Linked DNA regions of Mus musculus: regions 1 and 2 are each linked to region 3. A link is a contact called in public Hi-C data. All regions are on one chromosome and are shown on one strand. The core of a region is the stretch at or near the end of the contact, and the rest is flanking DNA. Distances in the headings are between cores, read along the strand shown.

Evidence for each region. Hi-C and Micro-C count contacts between places; a contact is called where the count stands out from the background.
Region 1: a contact with region 3 is called in a Hi-C map of CD4 T cells, with 6 times the contacts expected there. The contact joins the promoter of Pwwp2a here to the promoter of Pank3 in region 3. A contact is called at or near these places in 1 of 39 promoter capture datasets (cranial neural crest) and 1 of 484 Hi-C or Micro-C datasets (CD4 T cells).
Region 2: a Hi-C map of regulatory T cells shows a contact between it and region 3, with 8 times the contacts expected there. The contact joins the promoter of Rps27a here to the promoter of Pank3 in region 3. A contact is called at or near these places in 3 of 484 Hi-C or Micro-C datasets (CD4 T cells, CD8 T cells and regulatory T cells).

What each region holds. Positions count from the first base shown.
Region 1 is chr11:43,680,557-43,685,107 of GRCm38.p6, forward strand. It overlaps Pwwp2a (PWWP domain containing 2A), which reads left to right and starts at 1,442. Exons shown (of 2, transcript NM_027557.1): 1 at 1,442-2,060. The coding sequence starts at 1,537. It overlaps Gm34963 (a long non-coding RNA gene), which reads right to left and starts at 1,508. Exons shown (of 2, transcript XR_388594.3): 1 at 1,279-1,508.
Region 2 is chr11:29,545,355-29,549,434 of GRCm38.p6, forward strand. It overlaps Rps27a (ribosomal protein S27A), which reads right to left and starts at 2,686. Exons shown (of 6, transcript NM_024277.2): 1 at 2,487-2,686; 2 at 2,327-2,391; 3 at 1,852-1,906; 4 at 1,349-1,434; 5 at 937-1,068; 6 at 488-675. The coding sequence starts at 2,374. The coding sequence ends at 526. Clhc1 (clathrin heavy chain linker domain containing 1) reads left to right here and starts at 2,596. Exons shown (of 12, transcript NM_028504.1): 1 at 2,596-2,786. Mtif2 (mitochondrial translational initiation factor 2) reads left to right here. Exons shown (of 14, transcript NM_133767.3): 14 at 1-98.
Region 3 is chr11:35,766,276-35,770,938 of GRCm38.p6, forward strand. Pank3 (pantothenate kinase 3) reads left to right here and starts at 3,220. Exons shown (of 7, transcript NM_145962.2): 1 at 3,220-3,672. The coding sequence starts at 3,645.

The sequences.
Region 1 (4,551 bases), core at 192-2,691, 7.9 Mb after region 3:
CTAGATATTGATATATAGTATTCAATTAATCTTTGACATTTCATTCTTCCCTCCACGTTGGTAAATATCTTCTTTCTCTTTTGTAGGTGTTTTCAGTGCCTCTGATTGCTCCTATTAGAAAGGACTGACTGAGGAACAATCTGCAAGAAATGAGTACAGTGGCTCCTTCTAGACTTAACAGATTTCAAATAGAATTGGTCTTTAAACGCAACACTTGGGAGGCAGAGAGAAGGAGGCCGATCTCTGTGAGTTCCAGGCAAGCCAGAAGTACATAGGGAGACGCTGTTTCAAAACAAAAACCCAAACCACAAAAACAAGGACCTTAGGACACTGGAGGGCTCCCCTAGCCCTCATCTTTTCTTTCTTGGGATGGGATCTCAGTTTGCAGTTGAGTCTATCCTGAAACTGTATTAAGTCTGGACTAGAATTTTGCCATTTCTGCCTGTGCCTCCCAAGAGCTGCCCCACCGGCAACTATGCCTAGATTTCTTTCTTTCTTTCTTTCTTTCTTTCTTTCTTTCTTTCTTTCTTTCTTTCTTTCTTCCTTCCTTCCTTCCTTCCTTCCTTTCTTTCTTTCTTTCTTTCTTTCTTTCTTTCTGCACACGGCAAGGAAGAGGGTAAGGAAAGAAAAGGCTTCAATAGTGAACTCTTTCCGTGGATCTAAGGACTACAGTCAATTTAGCATGCCAGTTGTCTGTCTTCTCGTTAGAATTTTCCTTTTTTGAAATTAGCAGGTTCCTAGAGTTTAGTCCTTTATATTTTAAAGAGTGAAACCAAGGAAAACACCGCTTGTGTGTATGCGGGAGCTCCTGTCATGTGGTCATGGAGAATGTCTTGTACATCGCCCTGTTTCCAGCACCTCGTAATCTGACTAGTGAATAGGCACCCAAAAAGTGTCTCAGGATTATTTTCGGAACTTTAGTTATCTTTCCCAACAGAAGCCTGTTGTGCCCACACTTGGCCACAAGCAAATCCAAGCCTAGAAATAACATTTATTCTAAGGATCTCTGCGCAAAGATTCTTGGGAAGTGGTTCCCTTTCTGCATTCTCCCGCTATTCCCCCCTTGGGGAGTCTTTGAAAGAACTGGCACGACTCGCGTTTTCTTCCCTTCTCCCACCTCCGAAGAACGGGCCGAGTAAGGGCAGGGGCATAAACCAATCCTAAAGCGGTATTTCCCCTACTAACCAATAGATACAGGCTGTAAGCACAGGGCGCCGCTTTTGCCATCCTTCAGCCCGCCCCTCAAACTCCTTTTAGATTCTCCACTTGACAACTCACCTGACCAATGGGAAGTTCCTACTCTGAGGGAGGGGGCGGGACTCAGCCCGCGACAGACGGCTCCTTCTGACCAATGGGTTGACAGAAGTGCGGAAGGGGGTGGAAGGCGGAGCCAATGGCGCGGTGCCAATCACGAGCATCAGGGAAAGGGCGGGACGAGAGTGTTAGCGGGAGGGAGGGGAAGGCCTCGGGATCCCAGCCGCGCTGCCGCCGCCGCCGCCGCAGCCCGAGTAGGAGGAGGGAGAAACCAGCGAGAAAATGGCGGCCGTGGCTGCTGAGGCGGCGGCGACCGCGGCGTCCCCCGGGGAAGGGGGCGCCGGCGAGGCCGAGCCGGAGCTAGAGCCCATTCCCGGCAGCGAAGCCGGCACCCCCCTCCCGGTCACGGCCACGGAGGCGGCGGTGCCGGACGGCGAGGCCGACGGGCGCCAGTCCGCCCCTCAGGCCGACGAGCAGCCGCTGCCGCCACCGCCGCCGCCGCCGCCGCCGGGGGAGCTGGCCGATAGCTCCGAGGCTGAGGAGGCGAAGCCGCCCGAGCCCGCGGCTGTCCCGGTCTCGCCGCCCGAGCAGCCTCCGGCCGCCCCCGAGCAGCCCGAGGACGCGCCGCGGCCGCCACCAGCTCCGGCGCTCGTGCCGCCGGCGGGCGGGGACTCGGCGGTGTCGCACCTCATCCCCGGCTCGGAGGTGCGGGTCACGCTGGACCACATCATCGAGGACGCGCTCGTCGTGTCGTTCCGCCTCGGGGAGAAGCTCTTCTCCGGGGTCCTCATGGACCTATCCAAAAGGTACCGTCGGCCCCCCAACTGCAAGCTGTCCGCTCCGCCGCGAGGGAGAGCGCGAACCCGAGCTGCTCCCGCCCCGCCCTCGGGTCCTGCGCGCCGCGCCGCTCTCCGCGTGGGGCGCGCTCCGCGTGGGGCCGACGCGCGCGGCCCCGGCCCCAGGTGTGCAGCTGGGGACGCGCGCGGGTGCAGATGGCTGGCACACCCCGCCTCCGCATCCCCAGCCCCCTGCGACCCTCTGGCTTGCGCACTGGGGCAGATGGGTTAATGCAAAATGCAGATGGATCCCCTAGAGAAACGGGTGCTGTGGGGGGGGGGGGGGGGGAAGAGGTGCTGCGGAGGCATCTCCCTGTCCTCAAATCAACCTTTAACTTTAGCGGGGCTGAAGAAAGGGGTGTGTGCTTTGGGCTTCCCAAAAGGTTACCTGTCAGTTGTTAAAAGAGGAAGAGCCTAGAGTTAATGAACCCTTTTTTAACTGTTATTAAGAACTGCTGGAAATAGTTTCTCGGAGGATCACTCTTTAATAAGGAGGTACCTTTTGCTAATTTTACTTATAGCTTAAAGAAATATTGGAGACGGGATAGGTCCCCTGTCTTTTGAACATTTACTACCCAAGTGGTGGGTTTACAAAGGAATGTTCGCATGACTTTTTCTTTGGCAGTGATAGAGATTGAGTCTCAAAAGATTTCCGAGACGATGTTTACAGTTAAATTTGTTTTGACTAGAAGGTTGAGTTCACCTACAAACCTCTGTCTTATCCAGTATATTTTCACCTTTTGATTTAAAATGTTCTGGGCACTGCTTTAAACAGGTAAAGAAGGTAATCTGCTTTCAGTCTAGAGTTAACCTTTTTATTCTCTTCTTTTGCAGATAGGAAGTGCAGAGACTCCCATTCATGGCTCTCCATTCTGTTTCCTGCAACAGCACACACACTCTGGTGTCTCACCTGTTTGGAAATGGCTCTGTGTGTTTGATGTGTTTATGTATTTCTCTTCTCTTCTTTTTTCTCTGTACTGGAGATTGAGCCTAGAGCCTCTGCATGCTAGGCAAGCATCCTGCCATCTAGCTACACACCCCCAGCTTCCTCCAGAGTTTCTTTGACTTTTGAGACATGGTGTGGGTTAGTTAAGTTGTCCATGCTTGCCTTGAGCTTGCAATCCTCTTGCCTCAGCCTCTCCCAAGTACTGATATGATAAGCATTCCCATCATATCCATATCCCGGCTTATGCTTTACTCTCAAATTCCTTGACCTCCTGTAAAGTTACAGGAATTTGTTCCTACCTGGAAACAGCTACTTAAAATTTGCATTGGAATATGGCAGGGGGTGGGGTGGGGAGTGTTATGTTGGACAACTCTTCAGTTGCTCAGTGTACTTTGTTAGTCTTCAGAGTCCTTGCTTTTACTTATTCATTTATTTGTTGACTGTCTTTGGGTTAGTGCTTTCATTAGTAGCTTTCATTTTCATAATTAGAAAGCTGAATATAGATTGCTTTCTACTCATGTTTTTAATAGCAAGAGAGACACTCTAATGTGTATGCTATTGAATCAAACAGAAGAAGAGGCCAGTGATTGTGAGAATCTGAATTTCAAATCTGCAAAAGAAAGGTGCAAAAAGGTAAGTGTTTGGAAATAGAGTGGATGGTGATTTTTCATGTTGAGGTGCTCGTTCTGTCAGTTTTAGAGAATTGTCATTTTGAGTTTTGCTCTATTTTGCTAACAGCACTTCTTGTATATAATAATTTATTTTTTGTCAGAAGAGCTTTTGAAAGGACATGCAGTCTTGCTTAGTTTTGCTGTTTTGAACTCCTGGGCTCAAACTGATCCTCTTGTCTCAGCCTTTCTCCTGCCTCAGCACCCCCAGTAGCTGGGACTACAGTGTCCTGAGCATTTATCCCGACTCAGGTCATGGATACACTGTATTCAACAGACACTTTAAAATTAGCTTGTATCTTATTTGAATTGGCCACTGAATTATTCTTCCTGGTAAAAAGTAACAAGAGCTCGCAATTGTATCATAAGTTAGAGTCTTTGTAATTGTAGCGATGGTGTATCACTATGGAAGGCAATTAAGACTTATTTAATTTGACCAGTTAGCTTATGACTGACAGAGATTTAAATGTGAAAAGTTTAGGTGGGGTAGGAAGTAAAGAATTGGTGTGTGTGTGGTTTTTTTTTTTTTTCAGATTCAGTAGCAGGGTGCTGCAAAGGGTCTTAAGCCAAGCTGAATAGTCCCTTAATAGTCAAGGCTGCTTTGGAGAGTCTTTCTTTCTGTGAATATAGGAGGGCATATAACATAATTTCAGAAGTTGGAGTTCTTGCCCTGAGATAATTGGGAGACTGTGTCAGTGTATTTGTGCTATTGTTTAGTCTTCGAGAGGGCTACTTATTGTATTTATTTAGTTACTTAGTTTTTTTTTTTTGTTTGTTTTGTTTTTTTTGAGGATTGAATCAGGAAATGCATATAAATTGTTTTTCTCAGTGTATCAGAAAGGACAGA
Region 2 (4,080 bases), core at 1,436-3,935, 6.2 Mb before region 3:
TGGCTCACAACCATCCGTAATGAGATCTGACACTCTTCTGGAGTGTCTGAAGACAGCTACAGTGTACTTATATATAATAAATAATTCTTTTAAAAAAATGGTAAATATTTTCCCTTCATTTAAATACAGGGTCCTGAAATTAACTATGTACCACCATGCCTAGCTTGTATCTCTCATATAGGGGGAAAATTACCAATCAACACTGAAAACATTCAACAGCTTATGCACATACCAATACAGTATTATTCCCATATATTCCAAGCAGCTTTGACTTGGCACCTTCAACTTATTTGTGAGACATACTGTCCTGTAGCTTCTACTTCCAAGTCTACAGGATATTCCACAACCCCTTAAAAAGAATTGACCTTAGTGCCTGCCATCATGCCATGCCATGATGCCAAGTTTTATATTGGCTTTGACAGCTGCAGCTCATACAACATCACACAGCCAAAGAAACATTCTTTAAATGTACAATAAAGCACAATACTAAGTACGAGTTCCTTCTTTTTATTAACGCATACACAACTACTTGTCTTCTGGTTTGTTGAAGCAGTAAGTCAGACAACACTTGCCACAGTAATGCCTGTCAAAGTGGCTTCCCATGAAAACTCCAGCACCACATTCATCAGAAGGACACTCTCGACGAAGTCGGCTAATTTTGCCATTTTCATCCACCTGCAAAACAAGAATTTACTGTAAGATGATTTCACAAAACATATTCTGAAACCTGATTTAAGTGACTCAAGCTATTGATCTCACAGTACCAATTTTTAGTGGTTTAAGTCAGTTCTCCAAATTAAAAATCCTGTTTCCAATTCTATAAACTCACTTAAATATCAAAGGGGAGTTCACTTTCAACTCCAAAAGTACTTCCAAAAGTTAGTTGCTCAGATCTTATTCCAAGTGGAACCCATGTTTTGCTAACACCACACTTACCTTATAGTATTTCAGCACAGCCAACTTAACCTTCTTCCTCTTATGCTTGTTCTTCTTGGGAGTGGTGTAAGACTTCTTCTTCCTTTTCTTAGCACCACCCCGAAGTCTCAACACCAGATGAAGGGTGGACTCCTGTTAGTGGAAGATGAAACAGCAGCACTGTAGCATCAACAAGTCTAACTCCAGCCTGTCAAAAAGTTGGGTGGTGTTGGGCCTGTCACTCCAGCACTAGGAATTTTAAGGAGGCTCAGGAATCCAGTTCAAGTTGGCCCTGAGCTACAGGAGACTGCTCTCTACAAAAAGGGTCAACCAACCATCGCATATTTTAAAATCATGGAACAGCTACAGTGCTCAGCAAGTGTTAGTGGATTCAATATCATCCCTTTTTCTGCATGTTTTCCCTCAAACAAACCTTTTGAATGTTGTAGTCAGACAAAGTCCGGCCATCTTCCAGCTGCTTACCAGCAAAGATCAGCCTCTGCTGATCAGGAGGAATTCCTATTAGAGGAAAAAATACTGGGCTTAATAGAACAAGGTACATTCCCCATTGTTGTGAATCAAATGATTGCTAACAGTGGTCACAGACTTAGATGCAACTTTTTCCAAGAGTAAAAGCCCTGGAACTTTCTCTGTAACCAGGCTGCCTCTACCTCCTTAGTGTTGAGATTAAAGTGTGGACTGGGCCATTGCCCAGCCTGAGCATTTTATCGTCTTTGTGACTCAGTAAACAGTTCTAGATTAACTTTTAAAAGATTTGTCCTGCAGAGTTTCCAGTTAATCAGATAGCCTGACACTAATGTCAGGAATATTTTACTTTCAAAAGCATCTAAATTTATTAATCTGTTTTCTACCTTAAGAACAAACGTGTCTAGGTCACACAAGCCAGTCATTTTTCTAGTGACAAACTTTACTTGCCTTCCTTATCCTGGATCTTGGCCTTTACATTTTCTATAGTGTCCGAGGGTTCAACCTGCCAAGTTTTGATATATGTAGTTAATATACGGTTACATAGTAAGTCATTAACTGCTAGCTTTATACAAAACGAGCAAGGAGGAGGTGAGCTAAAGGTAATCAATTAAGATGACACCGCGTGCAAACTACCCAGAGTGCTACAATCCAAATTAGTCCCCATACCAGGGCGAGCGACGGCGGGGGAAGCACAGGAACGCGTCTGCCCGGAGAAAAGCGTCTCCCATCACCTACCCTACATTTCGCCACTCGGGATAAAGCAGGCTAAACCGTACCACACCGAAAACCAAACGTTGTTTTTGCTAAGCACCATAATCTCAGCTCAAAGCCAAGTTTCACAACTCAAAACTCAGAAACCCGCCCTCAAACACTAAGGGCCTCAGTCAGGCCTTGGCTTCCTCAACGGCAAGGTGGCCCGTACCTCGAGCGTGATGGTTTTCCCCGTAAGGGTCTTCACAAAGATCTGCATCGTGGCGGCGGCTCCACCTGCATTCGAAAAGAGACGGATTAGATCCGACGACACCCGTGAGAGCGACGCGTAGCGCCACTAGCCAGAGCGCGGCCACAGAGCATACACTCACCCACGATGGCGGATCGGAAAGGAAGATCCGAGCGTGGCCGACGGGGTCTCCTGGCCGAAGGACCCGCCCCTTAGGCGGCCACACACGTGCCTGCGCGCTGCAGCGGAATCGCGGCTGTCTAACGCAGTGCCAGATTTGCTCGTTCGCTCGGTTTCTTTACGCTCTTTTCTCGGTTTACCTCAGAATGGCCTCGAAATGATGTGCTCAACTAAAAAAAATGCCTCAAAAGGCTTTCTTATACAGCCGATGCGATTAAGAGAGGCTTTCCTTTAAAGGGGGCTTGTGAAACATAAGAGAGAGGTAAAACAAGTCTATCTGGGAATTGTAGTTTTACACTGCTTTCTTCTTGTTAGAACTACTTGTCCCAGGATGCATTTCCACACTTCCCGGATACCTGATTACACTGTCTAAGCTGTGGAGTGAGGGTTAGGAGAGAGTCAGGTGAGGACTCAGGGGATGAGGCACTATGATTTGCGCGTGGGTGGGGACTCTCTGGAAATGCCCCGGAGGGAAGGCTTAAGGGCTAGAAAGGCATTTGGGGGCTGAAGGTGTCTGTCACACCGTAGTGAGCTAGCCACATCTAAGGTATAGTCGAAGTCTTTCTAAGTGCAGGTTTCTGCCCCTCCCGGTAGTCCCTTCCGCTACCCTTCATCCGATCGGAAGAAGCTTTTGAGCGTCACGCGCCTCCCTAGTATGAAACGGTTAAATGTATTGGAATTTTCATCTTTTCACGTTTTAAAAAACATACGATAAGAAAATCTGCAGAATGTTTAGTTTTCGACTATAAGTTTAAATGTGGAGCGTGTCCATCCTGGAGAAAATAGGAGCATGTGCCCTCGGGGAAACTTGAAGCTGTTAAAAGCTGGTGCCTTCTCTCAGTCCCTTCTCCACCTCACAAACCCAGTGCCCTTTCTAATGCACCCTCTCAATGTCTTTTCACCCTATCCGTAAGCGTAGGCGTGCTCCGTTTTCTTACAACGAGGATCCGTAACTCCCTAATAATCTCTGTTTGCTCTTTCCTCATTTTAATATACTAGCTCTGCTGCCTCCAAATTACACATTTTGAAAAGTAAAAATGTAGGGCTAGGAGATGACACAGTAGCTAATATTCGATATGCAGAACCCTGGGTTGGAACTCAAGCACCCACTTTTTAAAAAGGTTGGTGTGCTTGGTGGAGTCTGTGACATGGTAGGCCAGCAGAGACAGGAGACTCCCTGGACCTCATTGGCCAGCAGGTTCAATGAGAGATGGGGGCCGACGACCCTACACCCACACATGACATACATATTTCTTAAAATAAGATGGGGCTTCCAGATGGCTCCATCAGTAAAGAAAATTTACATCTGCTCTAGATCTGATCAACCTTGAGATTCAATTGGTGGAGAAAACCAACTCTAGCAAGTTGCCCTCAGACTTTCACAGCGCTCCCTACCCCCGAACTAACGAAGTGCAATAAAAATTTAAAAATAAAAGGTAGACTGATTAAGAAGACCCACACACACACTCAATATAACGTGATCCTCCTGTCTCCACACATGTACCCACACGAATGTGAACATAAACAGAAAAGCAAAAAGTGATGGTGTTATTCCA
Region 3 (4,663 bases), core at 1,970-4,469:
TATTAAGTGGTGGGAACAAGATCTAAATTCCGAGTTCTTTGCATGTGTATCTATGTGCATGTGTGATGGGTGACCACAGATGTCATAGGTCCTCTTGTCTCTCTCTTCCTGTGAGACAAGACCTATCCTTGAACCTGGCTGGGGGCTAGTATCAGAAATACTCCTCCTGTCCATCCTTCCTTCCACTCGGAAGCTATTACCTTCATAGGGTTGCTAAGAAACCTAAAGGAAATCACACGGTGATGTAAATGTTGTTGGTTTGTTGAGTTTTGTGTTTGAAATAGGGTTTCACAGTGTAGTCTGGGATGGTTAGACTCACGCAGATCTACCAGCCTCTGCCTTTAGAGCTCCGGGGTTAAAAACGTGGGCCACCATGCCCAGCCAGTCCTCTACGGTGTTTCTGAGGCTGTGGAGTAGTTTTATTATAGAAAATAACTTTTGAGTTCTTCTGGTCAGGAATGATAGACTTTTATCTATTCTGAGAAGTATGAACAAACATCAGAAAATATATCCCGAATAGAGGACAATTTGAGTAAAATCCAGCTGGCACTCTTTTCCTTGGAATGTGCCTGTCCTTCGTATTAACTTAAGGAATGGTGGTGGCTTAATTTTATCCCCCGGCTTATTACAGCCTGAGAAGACCTTGACAGGCCTTTGGAGTCCAAACTTTATACTTCCTTCGTTTCTTTCCTCTAAAGACATAAATGACTAGAATAACCAACATTAGTGGGTTTCCCAGGGGATATGACTCATGGTGTATCTTTTTTAAAAACTCACATGTATTTACTTATTTATCTTGTGTGTGGATTTGTGTATGGGGTGTTTGGGGTCACAGCGGGACTCTCCTTCTACCATGTGGGGCCCAGGAATTAAACTCAGTCCATCAGGCCTGGCCTTTCTGTTACTTAATCATCTCATTGGTCCTCTTGACATTTTTAAATTTTTTGTTTGCTTTTTTTCGAGACAGGGTTTCTCTGTATAGCCCTGGCTGTCCTGGAACTCACTTTGTAGACCAGGCTGGCCTTGAACTCAGAAATCCGCCTGCCTCTGCCTCTGGAGTGCTGGGATTAAAGGCGTGTACCACCATGTGGTTGCTGGGATTTGAACTCAGGACCTTTGGAAGAGCAGTCAGTGCTCTTACCCGCTGAACCATCTTCCCAGCCCAAAACAAAGCTTTTTTTTTTGCTTTTTTTTTCGAGACAGGGTTTCTCTGTATAGCCCTGGCTGTCCTGGAACTCACTTTGTAGACCAGGCTGGCCTTGAACTAAGAAATCCGCCTGCCTCTGCCTCCCAAGTGCTGGGATTAAAGGCGTGTGCCACCACCGCCCAGCAAAACAAAGGTTTTTTTAAACCAGGAATTTCCAGGGCTAAGGGTAAGCAATAGCTTTTCTGGATTTGGAGTATTCCCATCAGCTCTGGTTACCACACAAATTTGTTTCAAGAAATAATCTTGGGGTAAGAACAAAGGCAGAAAATAAGACAGGGTTTCTTTGTGTAATCTTGGTTGTCCTGGAACTCACAGAGATCTGCCTGTACCTGCCTCCCCAGAACTAGGATTAAAAGTATGGGCCACCATCGCCCTGGTCCTTTCTTATCTCCCCCTTTCCAGCCCCCAATAGGGTGTCTCTGTGTAGCCCTGGCCTTCCTGGAACTTGATCTGTAGACCAGTCTGGCCTGGAACTCAGAAATCTGCCTGTCTATGTTGGGATTAAAGGCATGAGCCACTACCACACACCTGGCTTCTCTCTCTCTCTGCCCTTGCTTTATCAACTGTTTCAGTCTGTCTTGTGTTGCCTATATCTAAATACTTGAGACTTGGTATGTTATGGGGGAGGAGGGTGTTTAGTTACCCTTTGGAGGCAGGGGTGGTCTGACAAACATTACACGGTAAAATCCAAAGAAGAATGTCAAGTGAATCTGAAAGTCGCCAGAACACCAAAGCTAACTTTCCATTATATCCACCAGTACACAGTAATTAAACCAGACCTGCCAGACCCAACTCATTCCCATAAGCTCTAACCTAGTCCCATGAGATGTAATACAGTCTCTAGAGAAAGTCATTGATCAACCGCAAGACTGGTGTCCCCATTACCCAGTCACTTCCTGAAGGCCCCACCTTCTCACACTACTTCATTGAGAAATGAAGCCTCAGTGTGAATTTTGGCTTAGAGCAACTAAATCCAAACTATAGCAATCAGCAAAGGCAGGACAGCAGAGCTCGCCAGTTAGATTGTTTCTTGGAATGCTATCTTCCAGGGCCAACTCCCCAGGGGCAAGCACATGGAGGTTCCTACCAAGCCACATATTGTCAATGACTGAATTCTTTGCCATCTAAGACATAAAAGTGGAGGAGAGGCCATGTCCTTGATACCATCTCTTCCTTTTCCGATGGATGATCTCAAATCACAAGAGGCGTAGAGAAAAGGGTATCCTGGGTTTATTCTGAGAACTGGTGCATCTAATTCTTTTCTCTGAAAGTCACTTTCCTCTTTATAATGAGGAGCTAGACTAGAGAGATCCTGTGAGGAACCTGAAAGGCATGTGCTTTCAAACGTTTTGTTTTATGAGACAGGGTTTCTCTGTAGCTCTGGGTGTCCTGGAACTCGCTCTGTAGACCAGGCTGGCCTCGAATTTCCAGAGATCTGCCTGCCTCTGCCTCCACAGAGTTCAGGGATTAAAGGCGTTGCACCACGACCATACTACAACTTTCAAGTGTTTCGACTGCCTCGTTCCTGCCGTATCTTCACAGTAAATAAAACTCGCATGTGACTCAAAAGGCTGCTAGACTACATTACATTAAATAATAATTATGTAGCAAATGTTACCATCTTTAGTGACCTTCCAACCCCAATATTCAAGGTGTTCCTTTAGCGGATGACTTATCTCATCAAACGTATTCAGTGGTCTGGACCCCTGAATTTTGACACAGCCATCACAGGGAAAAACCATCAAGAGGAAAATCTGCGACTGCGTGACAGCCACAGCGCCCTCAGAGTTCACAACCCCTCTCTTCTTTCAGCCGCTACGAGACCAGAGCCCGGGAATTGCCAGGACCGCCCACGGCTTGCTACCATTGGCGGCCTCCTTGCTGGCGTGACTAAGGCTCCGCCTCTTCCCCGCTGGGACCACTCTGAGGCGATCTCCGGAAGCGGAGGGGGGCTAGAAATAGGGGTCGAGAGGCATCCTGGGCTTTGTAGTCCGCCTGAGCATCTGCCGCAGGAGAGTGGAGCCTCACTCTACGGAGAACTACAACTCCTAGCAGCCCCGCGGAGAGCGAGGCGAGGAGGCCTGAGTCACGTGGGCGCTGGGCCTGGGCGGGCTATTTCTCAGTGCGGCGGCGGCGGCGGCGGCGGCTCGGGGGACCGGGGCCTTTTGTTCGGAGCGGCTGCGGGGGGCCACGGAGCGGCGAGGCCCGCGGCCTTCCCCGGCTCGCTCGGTCCCGGCCGCCCCTTGCGGGGTTGCTGGGCCGCCCCGTGGGCCGCCTGTGGCCTCAGGCGCCGCCGCCCCGCCCTAGGCCCGCCCCACCCGGCCTGAGGGGAGGAACCGGCCGGGCCTCGCCGCGCGGCCCAGCCAGCTCCGGAGTATTCACCTCTCCTCGCTGAGCTCTGCACCCGAGGCTACCCCTCGCGCCTTAGGCCGACGCCATGAAGATCAAGGATGCCAAAAAACCCTGTAAGATGGGACCGGGGACCCGTGGGTTGGGAAGACGGGCCTTGGAGCCTCTGGCGGAGCGGCCCGCTTTAAGCTCGCGACTGTTCTCGGACGCCAGCCAGGGAGGGAAGGGAGGGATCGCTGCAGCCCCAGGTTGCAGGCGGCGGGCTTCCCCACCCCCATGCATGAGGGCCAGGCTCCTGCGGTCCCCCTGCCCGCTGCTCTCTTGCTCCTGCAGATCTGGGAGGTGCACGGGAGAATCTTGACTCGGGTTTTACCAAAATGGGAGCACAGCTACCAGGCCCCTCTTGAAAAGAGGTAGTCATGGCTGTCAGATAGGGGTTGGTACACCACCTCCCTCCCATTTTCCCCAGTTTCTGGGTTTCCTGCGCGTGTCCTTGAAGTCCAGGTGGGTTCCTGGGAGTTGTCAGCCTTGCATTTGGAGCTGTTCAACGCTTGTGCATGTACTCTGCCTGTAGATAAATTAATGGCTTGGGCAGTTTAGAAAATCAGCTGGTTTTGTGTTTTAGGGAGCAGATAAACACCAAGGTTAAACATCGTATTTCAGCTATTTCGAACACATTAATATGGTGATAAATACCTCGAGCTTTTTTCTGTAGTTGTACATGCATATACATGCAAAGGTTCTAACCCTGTTATGAGAGACACATCAAGGTTCACAAGCTGTCTTTTAAATGCCTCTTATTCCTGCGGTTGGCTTGTTTATTGGCTCAGTCTTTGTGAATGTTGTTCTTTCATTCTCTACTAACTGGGCATGTGGGGATCTGTGTTCCTGTCATAGAGGTTTTACAGATTTTAGTGTTTTATGCCATCTACAACTGCGCCTAGAGGTCAGCTGTAAAGGGGGCATGAACATCTTCCCTGCCTGTTCCCATAAACCTCACAGACTCAGCTTCCAACGCAGTCCAGAAACATTTACTTAAAACGTGAGAGTTCTCAGTGCTTAAAGATGAGGAAAGAGAACTTTGCTTCAGTGACTTTTAGTCCCCTC